Linked DNA regions of Anser cygnoides: region 1 is linked to region 2. The links are chromatin contacts, called in public Hi-C maps. All regions are on one chromosome and are shown on one strand. Each heading gives the region's core, a stretch centred on a gene start, on an enhancer-like site or on the middle of the called end of the contact. The rest is flanking DNA. Distances are from core to core; before and after follow the strand shown. Region 1 holds the start of NRTN (neurturin). Region 2 holds the start of OAZ1 (ornithine decarboxylase antizyme 1).

The links. A called contact is a pair of places that touch in the nucleus more often than the background predicts.
Region 1: a contact with region 2 is called in a Hi-C map of liver, with 5 times the contacts expected there. The contact joins the promoter of NRTN here to the promoter of OAZ1 in region 2. A contact is called at or near these places in 2 of 7 Hi-C or Micro-C datasets (both in liver).

The regions. Positions count from the first base shown.
Region 1 is chr27:6,079,596-6,085,645 of Taihu_goose_T2T_genome, reverse strand. NRTN (neurturin) reads right to left here and starts at 3,822. Exons shown (of 2, transcript XM_066983823.1): 1 at 3,249-3,822. The coding sequence starts at 3,720. It overlaps LOC106048417, which reads right to left. Exons shown (of 7, transcript XR_010826693.1): 7 at 4,196-6,050.
Region 2 is chr27:5,546,091-5,551,570 of Taihu_goose_T2T_genome, reverse strand. It overlaps OAZ1 (ornithine decarboxylase antizyme 1), which reads right to left and starts at 3,730. Exons shown (of 6, transcript XM_048077751.2): 1 at 3,531-3,730; 2 at 1,223-1,280; 3 at 1,135-1,221; 4 at 833-1,005; 5 at 256-341; 6 at 1-138. The coding sequence starts at 3,646. The coding sequence ends at 8. LOC125184497 (a long non-coding RNA gene) reads left to right here and starts at 3,861. Exons shown (of 3, transcript XR_007168605.2): 1 at 3,861-4,131.

The DNA.
Region 1 (6,050 bases), core at 2,573-5,072, 530 kb before region 2:
AGCCAGGTCCTGGTGCCACAAAGAGCTGCTGAAACAGAGCGAAACGCAGCTGCTGCCCTAGGCTGCTGCTGCTGCACCGGGGCTGTGCCAGGATACGGCCCCTGGCAGCACTGCGTCCCCAGTGAGGCCAGGCAGGGCTGCGCTGCCACCTCCCCGCAGCCTGGTGCCTGCACACTCGGCCTGGATAATGTTCAAAGGAAACCTATTCTGCTGGAAAAATGTGGTTCCATCCAAATCAAAACGTTTCACAAAAACCAGCAGGGATGTGACTGACATTTCTTATTAGGGGACGGACATGCTGGCAACGTGGCCTTTGAACAGCTGCAGAAGGAAATGCTTTTTGTCATCATTTGAGAACAACGCGGTGGCAAATGATTGTTTCAATTTAGCTCTTTGGATGCTAAGTTACAAAGTGAGCCTGTTTCGGGTTTCGTGACAAAGAAGCAAGGGGAGTGAAACTGCTTGTGGCATTTCCCTTCCCCAGGCAGTGGTGGAGGGGCTGGCTCGTTCCCCGTGCTGGGGATGCTCCTTCCTACAAGAGCGTCCCAGCACAACCAGCAGGAGCAAGTTTGGGTTTTCTCTTCCCCTCCTCCAGGCTCAGTGGGAAAAGACCATTCCAAACTGGCCAAATCACAGAAAAAGCTGAGGTGGGGGGGATTCCTCCGGTCTGACCAGCGAACAGTGGGGCTGGAGTAGACCCCTTGCCCAGACCCCGGGCCTGCATCGCTGCAGCAACTTTTGGGGGTGCTGAGGGACCCCGGGCATGGCTGGGGGGGTGGGGGGTGCGGGGAGAGATCCTTGCCACCAGCCCAAGCAAGCTGGGCCCTGAGAGCTGCCAGAGCAGGACCATGTGCTGCTGCCCCTGTTGGGCTTTGCAAAGGGTCGGTTCCTGCCAGCAGGACTGTGCACATGTGCTTTAGCTTAGACCAGCAATGAAAATGCCTGCGGCACCAGGGGAAAAAACACAGTGGTAAAACACACCAGTCCTGAGCTGCCCGACTGCACCTCCCGCAACGGGCACTGCGTGCCTGGCCCGTCCTTCCCCCTCCCGGCATCTCCCACTCAGTCAAGATTTGGCCCCACTGGGTACCACAGGCTGCTCTGGAGGGGGAGGCTGGCATCACCAGGCAGCTGCCAGGTCTTCGTGACCCCAAACCCACCCCTGCATGGGCACGTCACAGGATGGGGACCTCCTGGATAGGAAGCTGCCTGCCTCATGTGCTTAATGCCACCACGCCAGGCATGTGCATGGCATGTGGCGCTGGGGACAGTCAAGGTGATGCCTACTCTGGCCACACTACCAGCTGGGCTTCACTTCAGGCTACATACAAGGTACATTGGCCTCAGAAAGTGGATATTGCAAATCTTAGATCCTCCCTCGCAGCCTCCCCAGGGCTGGAAGTCAACCTTAAAAGCACACTCCGGAGAACCAAGCCTGACAGAGTTGTAGCAGCACAGCACAGCCCTGGGAGCGGGGTTTTACCAGGCAAGCAGGGAGAGCACTGAGCTGTGATTCACGTCTGCACCGTGGGAGGGCACCCAGTGCAGCTGCTGCCAGCCCTGCTCCGCGCCCAGCACCGCTGAGCACCCAGGGGTGCCCACATCCCAGGTACCGCAGCCGGGATGCTGGAGCAGCGCCAGCCTGCCTGTCCCCGGCTGTGTCGCAGCAAAGCTGGGCCAGGTCCTCTGGCTTACGGCTCAGGGGCTGGATGCCACAAGGGTGCTGGGTTCTCTCCTCACCCTACCAAATTCTGCAGCCCCACAGCCCAAGAGGAGCCCGGCCCCAGCACAGCGAGTGCCTCCTCTGCATGACAAATCCTGCTCCAAGCGGCTGCAGCTGTGGCTCACTGCACAGCTAGGGGGATACGGCACAGTGTCCCCCAGGGGTACACTGCACCTCCTTTGCTCCTCCCTGCAGGCAAGGCAGGAGCTGGACCAGGACTGAGCTAGCACTGCAAGATCCAGTGCTATTAAAAAAACATGAGATGTAGAAACAAAAAAAGTCTCTTTTCCCCACAGCCCAGCACTGGACCTGCTGGTGGAGGCATAGGACGGCCTGCAGCCCACCCTGGCTAGCGGGTAGGTGTCCGGTGATGCCCCCAAGGACGCTCGCGCCAGGAACCGCCACATCCCAGAGCAAGGCTCCCGCACAGCATCGCCAGCTCTGCTTCACAGCTGGGGACAGTGCTGCAGCAGGACGCTCTGGGGCAGAACCTGAGGCCCAGTTACAAGCGGCAGCTTAAAAAAACAAAAAAAAAATAAAAGGCAAGTGCTCAAGCCTCCTAAAATCTTGTGCAGACCCCCCACCCCCCCCGGCTTCTCCACCTGGTTGCTCTGCTCTGCATCTTGCAGCATCTCAGCCGCTCCTACTCTTAAAGCCAGGAGCACACACGAATGTGGGAGTCTGAATTTGGGATCCACAGGTGATCCTGGCTTCAGAACCAGGACTTCAGTGCGTGGCTGGGACCCACACATCACTTTTGACAGCCATCAGCCATTCCTCCCACTGCAATAAAGCATGCCCTCGACCCAGCGCCGAATTGTGGATTGGCTCCCCAAGCAATGCTAGGATTTAAATCAGTGCTGGCTACAAGCTACCATATATGTGCAATAAAGACATCTGAGGTCTAGGTTGTTTTTTTAAAGCCTTCGTACAGACCACAGCAAGAACGGGAAATTCCCTCCCTCGATGCTGGGGTGAAATTCGCCTCCTAGCCCCTGCTAAGCTCTGGATGCAGAAACCGCAGCTCAGAGGCGGCTGAACGCTGGCAGCTAGAGCTGGGAGAAGGTGACGGGGTTGCAGATGCAGGCAGACCGGCCACAGAGCCTTCCGTTTCTTAAACTAATATTTAGACAGGACACATTTCCCCCCCCCCCCACCCCACCCCTCCACGTGAACAAACTGCACCCTGAGCCGTCCTCGCCGTGTTTGCGTTTCTGCGCAGCGGGACGGTCTCCAAGTATGAAGCAAACTCCCTCAGCAGCCCCGAAGGCCGCCCCGGCACCGAGCGGGAGGTGGGTGGCTGGGGCCAGCCCCGTTTTTCGGGCTGCTCCCCCCCGGGGCGAGGGGCTGTGGCCCCCGGCCCGGTCCCACCGGGGTCCGGTGGGGGTTCCCAGGACCGGGGCTCAGCACCTCCGTGGCGCAGGGTCCTGGGGCTCGCCTGAGGTCCCCGGAGGAGCCCCTTCGGCCGTGGGCAGGATCCGTGCCAGGCTCGGAACAGGTGCTCTGTCCCCGTCGCGGGGCTTACCTGGACGCCGAGCCGGAGCGCAGCTCTCAGCGGCGGCTCCGTGCCGGGACCGGGACACGCGTGGGACCGGGGGCCGCCATGAGAAGGCTCGGCACGGCACGGCACGGCACGGCTCGGCACGCTTGGGTTCAGACCGGCACGGCTCGCTCTGGCTCGGTTCAGCTCTGGCACGGCTCGGCTCTGGCACGGCACGGCTGGAGCACAGCACGGCTCGGCTCGGCACGGCACGGGAGGAGGGGGGCCGACGGGGGGGGAAACTCGGCCACCGCCTCCTCCCCGCGGCGGGGGGCGGGTTTGGAACGGGCCGGCTCCTGCGCCCCGCCCGGGCCCGCCTCCGCCCAGTCCCGGGCTGCGCTGCGGGGCCGATCCCGGTGGCGGTGCCGCCCGCAGCCTCACGCTCACCCCCCCCCACCCCCCCCCCCGGGCAGGAGGCACCGGTTTCTTTTCCTCCCCCCCGTTGCTCCCCCCGCATCCTCGGGGCCGCCCCGCACCGGGTGCCCGGACCGCGGGGCTCCGAGCATCCCCCCCGCCGGTACCCGCAGCCCCGGCACGGAGCAGTTCCCGATGAGTCCCGGAGCCGGCTGAGCCCCCCCCGCCCCCCGCAGCCCTCGGGATTCTTCACCTGCTGGAGGTACTGGTGGGGAGATTTCAGCGTGCTGTCCGAAGCTAATCCCCCCCGCCCCCCCGCCTTTGCAGCGCTTTCCCCCCAAAATGTTTACTAAATTGCTGCTTGCGGGTCACAAACTAACACCCTTCACGTGCAACACGTTTGGTTTTCATGTCACGCCATTTTATCTAATCCCAAAGGTTCCTTTTCTTTTGCAGCTTTGCAGGAGAGAAAGAAAGAGTTCAGAGCAGCCTGGTGACAAGCCCCCCCCCCCACCCCCCCCAGCCTCTAATACACGCAGCACTCAGCCAGGCTTGGGGACAGTGAAAGAGCAGGGTGACAAATATCTAAGCTGCGAGCTCCTGGCCCCAGCTGTAGCGATGCTCTAATATGGCAATTTGGGAGAAGTTATTTCTAATAATAAATAAATCCAGGTCAGTAATACAAAGAGCAATGTCAAGGAATTTAAATCCTACAAGAAACAACTTTTAATTTAGGGCAAATCCAGGACTCCGGCTGCTTGATGTGCTGCAGTCCCTCAGCCTGGCCAAGACCAGAGGGGCTGCAGCTGTCCCATTGTAGCCCTATTTGGGGGGAACGGAGCCCCTGGCAGCACCCACAGCTGAAGCCTGCATGCCTCAGGGTCAGGGTGGCCTTAGTGGGGATGTCTCAGAAGAGCCAGGGACACCCCATTCCCATCTCTGTCACTTTTCAGCTGTCTCCTACTGGGACAAACACTTCCCCAGCTGCATTCATCCCCATGTCCTCTCACCCCAGCGCCCGCAGGATTGGTTTAAGCATCCCTGTTCCTCCCCTGTCGCCACACAGGTAATGGCAGTCTCCTGTGTGATGACCCCACAAAGACAGTTTGGGTAAAAAAGAAAAAAAAAAAAAAAAAAGCAGAAAGCACCATTGCTTCTCCTTCTCATGGGCTCGGTTAGAAAAAGAGAGTGCTTGCTGCTGTTTGCCCTGACACCATTACTCTCCAGAGTTAACAGCCAGTTGGTGGGTACCAGCAGACCCCACCTCTCTGTGCTTTTGCTGGAGCCTCTCTGCAAAATCCAGTGCACGCCACAGCACCGGATTTAGAGCCAGGCAAAGCTTTCCGATGTGGGAAACCAGCAGTGTGTACAAATAGGCATTGCCACAAAGCCACTCAGCTTAATGACTTTTTCCATCGTACAGAAATGCTTTGCTTACACGCTCCCTTCCTCCAGCCCCCCAAAAGTGTCTTTGTGTTTGTTTTCTGGCAGGTTTGGGAAGAAACGCGATCCGTGTTTTCCGTTGGCCGTTGTGCAACGCGGAGGGCACAGGCTGGGGCAGGCCGTGAGTGCCGCGGGTGCCGGGGGGGCAGGCACGTGCGCCCGCGCTCCCAGCTGGGGCACCCCTAGCACCTGGCTGCGGGCTGGGAGGGTTCCAGCTTTCCTGGAAACCATTGCATGTCGCACGGAACAAACAAACAAACAAGGACGCAGCACAGAACACTTCCATTTTCATAAGTGAGAAAGAGAAATCCTGTTTATACAGATATTTGTGGAAAAGCACTGGGAAGAAAACAAAGAGCAGAGCTAATTAACTTGCATGTGGGGTGGTAACTTGGCAGCCACAGGGCCAAGGGAGACCTGCTTGCTTTGGGGGACAGATTACAGCCAAGCTAAATGTCACCCTTTGCTCAGACACCCCCAGGTGTCCCTTCTGACTGTCACCACCCTGCAATCCCCAAAATACTCACCCAGCCCAGCTGGAAACTCCAGCAGAGCATTACCATGGGCTTGGGATGAGGGATGCCCGGCGTCTTGTGCTGCCCGGTACCACGAGTGCTCCCAGGGGCGGGCAGGGTGGGCGCAGGGTGCATGCATTGAGTCCTCTTCCCAGCATGGAGGAACGCCGTGCCGACATGCGTCTTGTCTGCCTCGCCGGCACGCTCACCGAGGCTGACTGCTTCCAGCTGCCGGTTTAGTCTCATTTCACTTGTTGGGCTCAGGATCCACCTGAAATCAGTTGCTGGCCTTTCCTAGAATTAAACAAAAATTGGAGAAAAATAATAAAAAAATAAAAAATAAAGAGACGTGTTGAGGAACAGCAAGGAGAATCCTTGAAAGCCCCCAGGAGGCATGTGTAGCTGGCTCCAGCAGCATCTCCCGTGGCCGTGGCTCCTCTCTGTGCTCTCCCATCCAAGCAGAGCTTTGCCCTGC
Region 2 (5,480 bases), core at 2,481-4,980:
TTGCAATCTATTCTTCTTCTGATGTCTCTCTCTCAAACGTGTAGGCCATGAAGCAAGCATCTGGTCTCTTGGGGACAAGGGGATGCCCTGGTCTCACAATCTCAAAGCCCAAAAAGCTGAAAGTACGGAGCAATGCAGCTAGAAAAAAAAAAGAAAACATTTCATTCTCTTGGTATCAAATAACAGTTAAAAGTTTCCACCAAAACCAACTTCAAATATTGCATTAACATCTTTAGTGACAGTGCTAACACCTACCTCTATCATCTCTGTTCTTGTGGAAACAAATGAACACATGATCAACTCGAAGCTGTTCTTCAGCAAACTCCAGAAGAACTGCAAAACTACGAAACAAATGCAAGGCATTCAATGCACATGAGCAAGCGCTTCCTTCAGGGGTGGGTAGCAAGGCCCCACGAACCCACCTGCACACATTACAAGCACAAGTAGCAGGCATGGGTTGGAGACCCACACCAACGAGAAATCCCCAAGCCATAGCTATAACTTGAGACACAAATTTAAATCTTAATTACACAAAAAAATGTTTTTTTTTGTTGCAGCTAAAGGGAGAACTGCAGTGACGGACTCAGAACCAGAATGGTATTTTCAGTGGATAAAAGCAACCACCACTACCACGAATGCGATTTGAAATCAGATCTTTGCCCTTGATTTTGCCTGACAGAACAAGCAGATGAAGCTCTCAGATCAGGATCACTTAGTTGTAGTCTCTTACAAGAGAGCATCAAGCACCATGAGCAGACTGAAGAGAACATCAACAGTACAATGCTAGATCTTCAAGACAAATCAAACTCAAGTTGCATTTTATTCTACCCACCTGTCCTTGCTCCCTTCAGGCAGAGCACCACTGGGAATTTCTATATAGAGGTTGTTGTTGTTCAGCACTGCTCTCCAACTAATGTGTTTGGCATCTGTAAGCCTTGACTGGACATTCAGAATTCTTGTCCTGTTATTAGATGTTAGTTCTTCTGTTACATTCAGCCGATTATCCTGTAGCAGTAATACGTGCAACATTACTTCCAGTTCATTTTGGAGAAGATTTAACTCCCATTAAAAGGGCTGGGACAAGAAAAGTTTCCCACCTACCAGAGCAAGTTGCTTAACATTACTCATACTCACCGAGTAAAATAAATTAGCTGAAAGATTGTGATCCCTCTGACTATTCCCTCGCCCACCTGGGATCTTCAGGGGTGGGTGAGGGACATCAGGAGCACCACCGAGGCCCCGGACCCAGGTTACTACAGCAATTGAAGGGAACCCTGGAACTAGAAAAGAATCACAGTTAAAGGTAAACAAGCAGCAGTGTTAGAGCCCTGGGAATTCTAGGTTTTACAGGGATTAGAGGGCACAGTTTTGTAGACTGAGGGAACTCCTCCCACTGCAACCTAGTCAAGTAGCAAGACAAAAGAACATACAGGCCAAGCACGAGAACATCACCTAAAGCCCAGATCTGCAGGCATCAGAAAGCTACTACTGTACTATACTGAATGAAATACTAGCTTGGAGATGAAAATACTCTCAACTTGGTATGAAGTACACTTCTGTATCATGGCAGCTGTATGTTTGACCTGATCTCAAGAAAGGAACCATTTCACTACCACGTATGCAAAATCCCATTTTCTTCCCCACCCTGGAAATCGTTTTTCCCTGTGATATACAGCCTTAATTACATTAGATCTTTGCATCAGCTCTTTTGGCTTGAGGTCAGAAAATTACATTAAATAGCCTCGCAGAGGACACTATCTCAAATGTTATCAGGCAAAGCTCAGAAGCAAGCTCTCGAGTTTCAACTTAAAGACCACATCTGATGATTTGGAAATCTCCAAGTCTTTCTACTGACTGACTTTTGGAGCAATTATACCTTGCTTAGCCACATTCAGTGTTTAAGGTGAAGAATGTTATCTTCAGATATGAAACATTTCTTCTGTGTGTGCTGTTTCATCCCATCTCTAAGCCTGCTTGGCTGTGAATAAGCCTTCTACTGTAGGAACAGCAATCGCTGTGCCGCCTGGCCCCTCCCTCTGCACCATCCTTCACCCTGCAGGCTCACTCTTGAGTTGCGTCATCTCAGCAGATGCAGCAATCGAGGCCCTTAGGGAAATTTTCACAATCGTCCTGTCTGTGAGTGCCAGCAGCCATTTGCAAATCAGAATAAACATGTACAAAATAATCCACCATTTTGCACAGTTCATACGAGTTTAATTTTTAATGAGCTTGGAATCTGTGATGAATAATCCGTATTAGAAAGGCAATGAATAGCCATATAGGTCAAATATTAAATGCCAGAAGGCATTAGTAAGCACAGCGGCTATGAAGCTATTAAACTAAAAATTATAATGTGCTCAATCTCAATTAAATGTGTTCAATCCATTATTTTAGACTCTCTGAAATGATTTTAATACTAGCATTACTTATTTTATTTCAGAATGATTGCAGATCTACGTATTCCTAATTAGCCTTACAAATAAGCCTTTGAACACCTTGTTCAGAACTGTGCAGTAGTAATCCTTTATGATTTCACCTTTCACCCAATGAAAAGCACTATATAATGAAGGCTGTCTACAGTTTATAACTGAGAATATATTTTCGTGATGTTTGGGTAATCTTACTCCTCTTGAAAAAAAAATCACCTCTCTTTAACCTGCAGTTAAGTATAAAAACAGCTTTCTGTAGCATTCTAGGGCTGGTCTCACAATGCACACACCAGGTCTGTTCTTCACTCTCTTTATTCAGGGCAGACCCACGTCCTAAGCTTCCATCACTGCAGCCCCGTCACCCCGATCCAGATCTCTTCTCCCCAGCATCTGTTAGGATTGTTTAATCCTTCCGTTGGCTTTTAAATTGAGAGCTCCCGTAACAGCCTTACGTTCTGCTTTAGGCTCAGCACCTCGATTACTTCTCCAGAATATCTGCGCTTACGTAAGGGGCTAACAGCTTCCAGCCCTTTCCCCTCTCTGCCTAATCCTGCCTTTTCTCCCCCTGGGGGCCGTGCCTTTTGTCTTCAGGAGCCTTTTCCCCCCGTTACCCCGCCGGGGAGGGGGGGGTACGGCGGATCAGCCCCCCGAGGGGCCGGGGGTGCCCTGCCCCAGCCTTCCCCCCTCGGCTGAGCCCAGCGCGGGGCCGGGGCCTGCCGCTAACGTGGCACCGCGAGGGGGCTCGGGGGGCGCCTGCCCGGGCCCGGCTGTGTGTGAGGGGGGGGCTCGGACGTGTCCCCTGGCACGGCTAGGGGCGTAACCGACCTTACGGCGCTGCCTTAGACGTCTGAAAATTAAGAAACAATAGTAATTTTTTTTGTATTTTTTCCCCTCCCCCCCCCCCCCCCCTTCTTTTACGGGGGAGGAGGCCAGGCCGCAGGGCCCGCCCCCACCACGGAGCAGCCCTGCCCCCGGTCCGGGGGGGAGGAGGAGGAGGAGGAGGAAGAAAACCAGAGCCGGCGGGGGAGGAGGGGGGGGGGGAGTGGAGGCAGCGGCGAACGCCCTGCGGTGCAAAGGCTGAGCGAGGCCCCAGCCCCTCACCTGCTCTGTCCGGTACTGAGGCTCAGCACGGCGGGCATGATGGTGCTTTTATTCCCCTCTTTCTCTCTAGCGAAGCAGTGACTGTTGAGTATCCGCTGCAGGGAGGATTTCACCATCCGGCCGCTCTGGTCCGAACCCCGAAACCCTCCGCTGCCTCCCGCCGGCCGCTCTCCAGGCGCTGCTACACAAAATGGCACCCCGGCCGCAGTGGGTCCTTATATACCCTCTGTGCGGCCACGCCCCCCCATGTGGTACCGCCCCCCCGGAGCAGACCACGCCCCCGAACAGGAAAGAGCTCCCGTGCGGGAACGGCCCAACTGTCACTTAGAAAGCCTCGCTTCCCATTGGCTAAAGGGAGAGCGGGGGCGGAACATCGAGCTCTTTCCCTATTGGCCGACAGCGCGAGGAGTTCGGCGCTGGTTGGAAAGGCGACGAGACTGGGAGTCACGGAGAGCTCCGATTGGCTACGCCTCCGCGGGTGGGCGGGATCTGGCGGGGCGGGGCGGGGCTGGGCTGGGAGGCTTCGGTACGGTGTCGCAACCCTCGCTGATCGCAGGGACGCCGGTTCGAGCCCCGCGTCCGGCGCCTCCGCCTGGCTGAGGTAAACTGCGGGGAAAGGGAGGGGCCGGGCCGCGCCTGGCGCATGCGCGGCGGGGGGGGAGGGGAGAGGCGGTGTCCCTGAGGGTGCCCTCAGCGGCCCGTAGGCTTGGGGCCCCGATAGGTCCTACAAGGGGATGGCTCCTGCGGCTTCAGGCTTGCCCTGCATGGGCATCATAGAATTAATAGAATGATTAGGGTTGGAAAAGACCTCCAAGATGAAAATTCCCCTCCCACCACTATCGCCAACTGAACCGCGTCCCCAAGCACCACATCCAACTTCTCCTTAAACACCCCCAGGGACGGTGACTCCACCACCTCCCTGGGCAACCCGTCCCAACACCTGACTGCTCTTTCTGAGAAGTAATGCCTCCTAATTTCCAACCTCAACCTCCCCTGGTGCAACTTGAGGCCATTCTCTGTAGTCCTATAGGCTGGATGCTGAGAGAAACGTCAAAAAAAAATAATTAACCAGTCACCCAAGTACAGGGCGGGGAGTCCCAGGAGGAATAGGCCGGGAGTGTGACCTCTTTTTGGTGCGCCCATCCTTGGTTGATGCTAGAATCGCAACGTCGCGTTTACCTTCAGTTTGTGTTTTATTCTGGCCACTGTGCGGTGTATAATTTTCAAGTTGTCTGGGTAGTGACTCTTAGTAACCTGAACAGAAAAAAGCCTCGTGCTGTACCTTCAATGAGGAAGCAAATAAAGGCTGGTTATTTACATAGCAGACGCTAACCTGCTCCCCGAGCCCCGTGACGAACCGTAAAGCTCCCCTGATAACTTGCACGGCGCTTCTGATCTCCTGCAAGCGCTGTGGGAACCCGAGGCTTCGAGGCACAGCTGCGTCTTTGCACCCCACTGCGAGAGCAAGGTCTGAAGGAAAGGCTGAGTGTTTCAGACAGCCCAGATCTCTTCTGGACAATACAGGTGTAAACGCCTTCTTAAATTGAAAAGAAAGCAGCAGTCAAATGTGTACGAAAATAAATACATGAGAATTCCCTGGTCCAATCTTTGACTCAGTCCGTTCTGAACATTTCAGCCTATTGCTTACTAGGTGATACCAGCCCCTTTCTAAAAACCAAGCCAGAAGCACATCGTGCAAGTCAGGACACATCCTAAGTGGTGGATGTTACTGTCCTACACTGAAAGAAAGCTAAAATAAAGGTTTACATGATGCTGAATTGAGTTTGTGGGCAGGTATGCCTTGTAAATGAAGTGGAAAAAAAGATTTTTATAGAGCCAAAGAAAACTACTAAAGATACATTGTAATGATTTTTTTAAAAAAATCATGGTTTTGTATAAAAATGTAGATGTCTGTATTCTTTCTTTTTTGTTCAACCCGGGCTACAACAA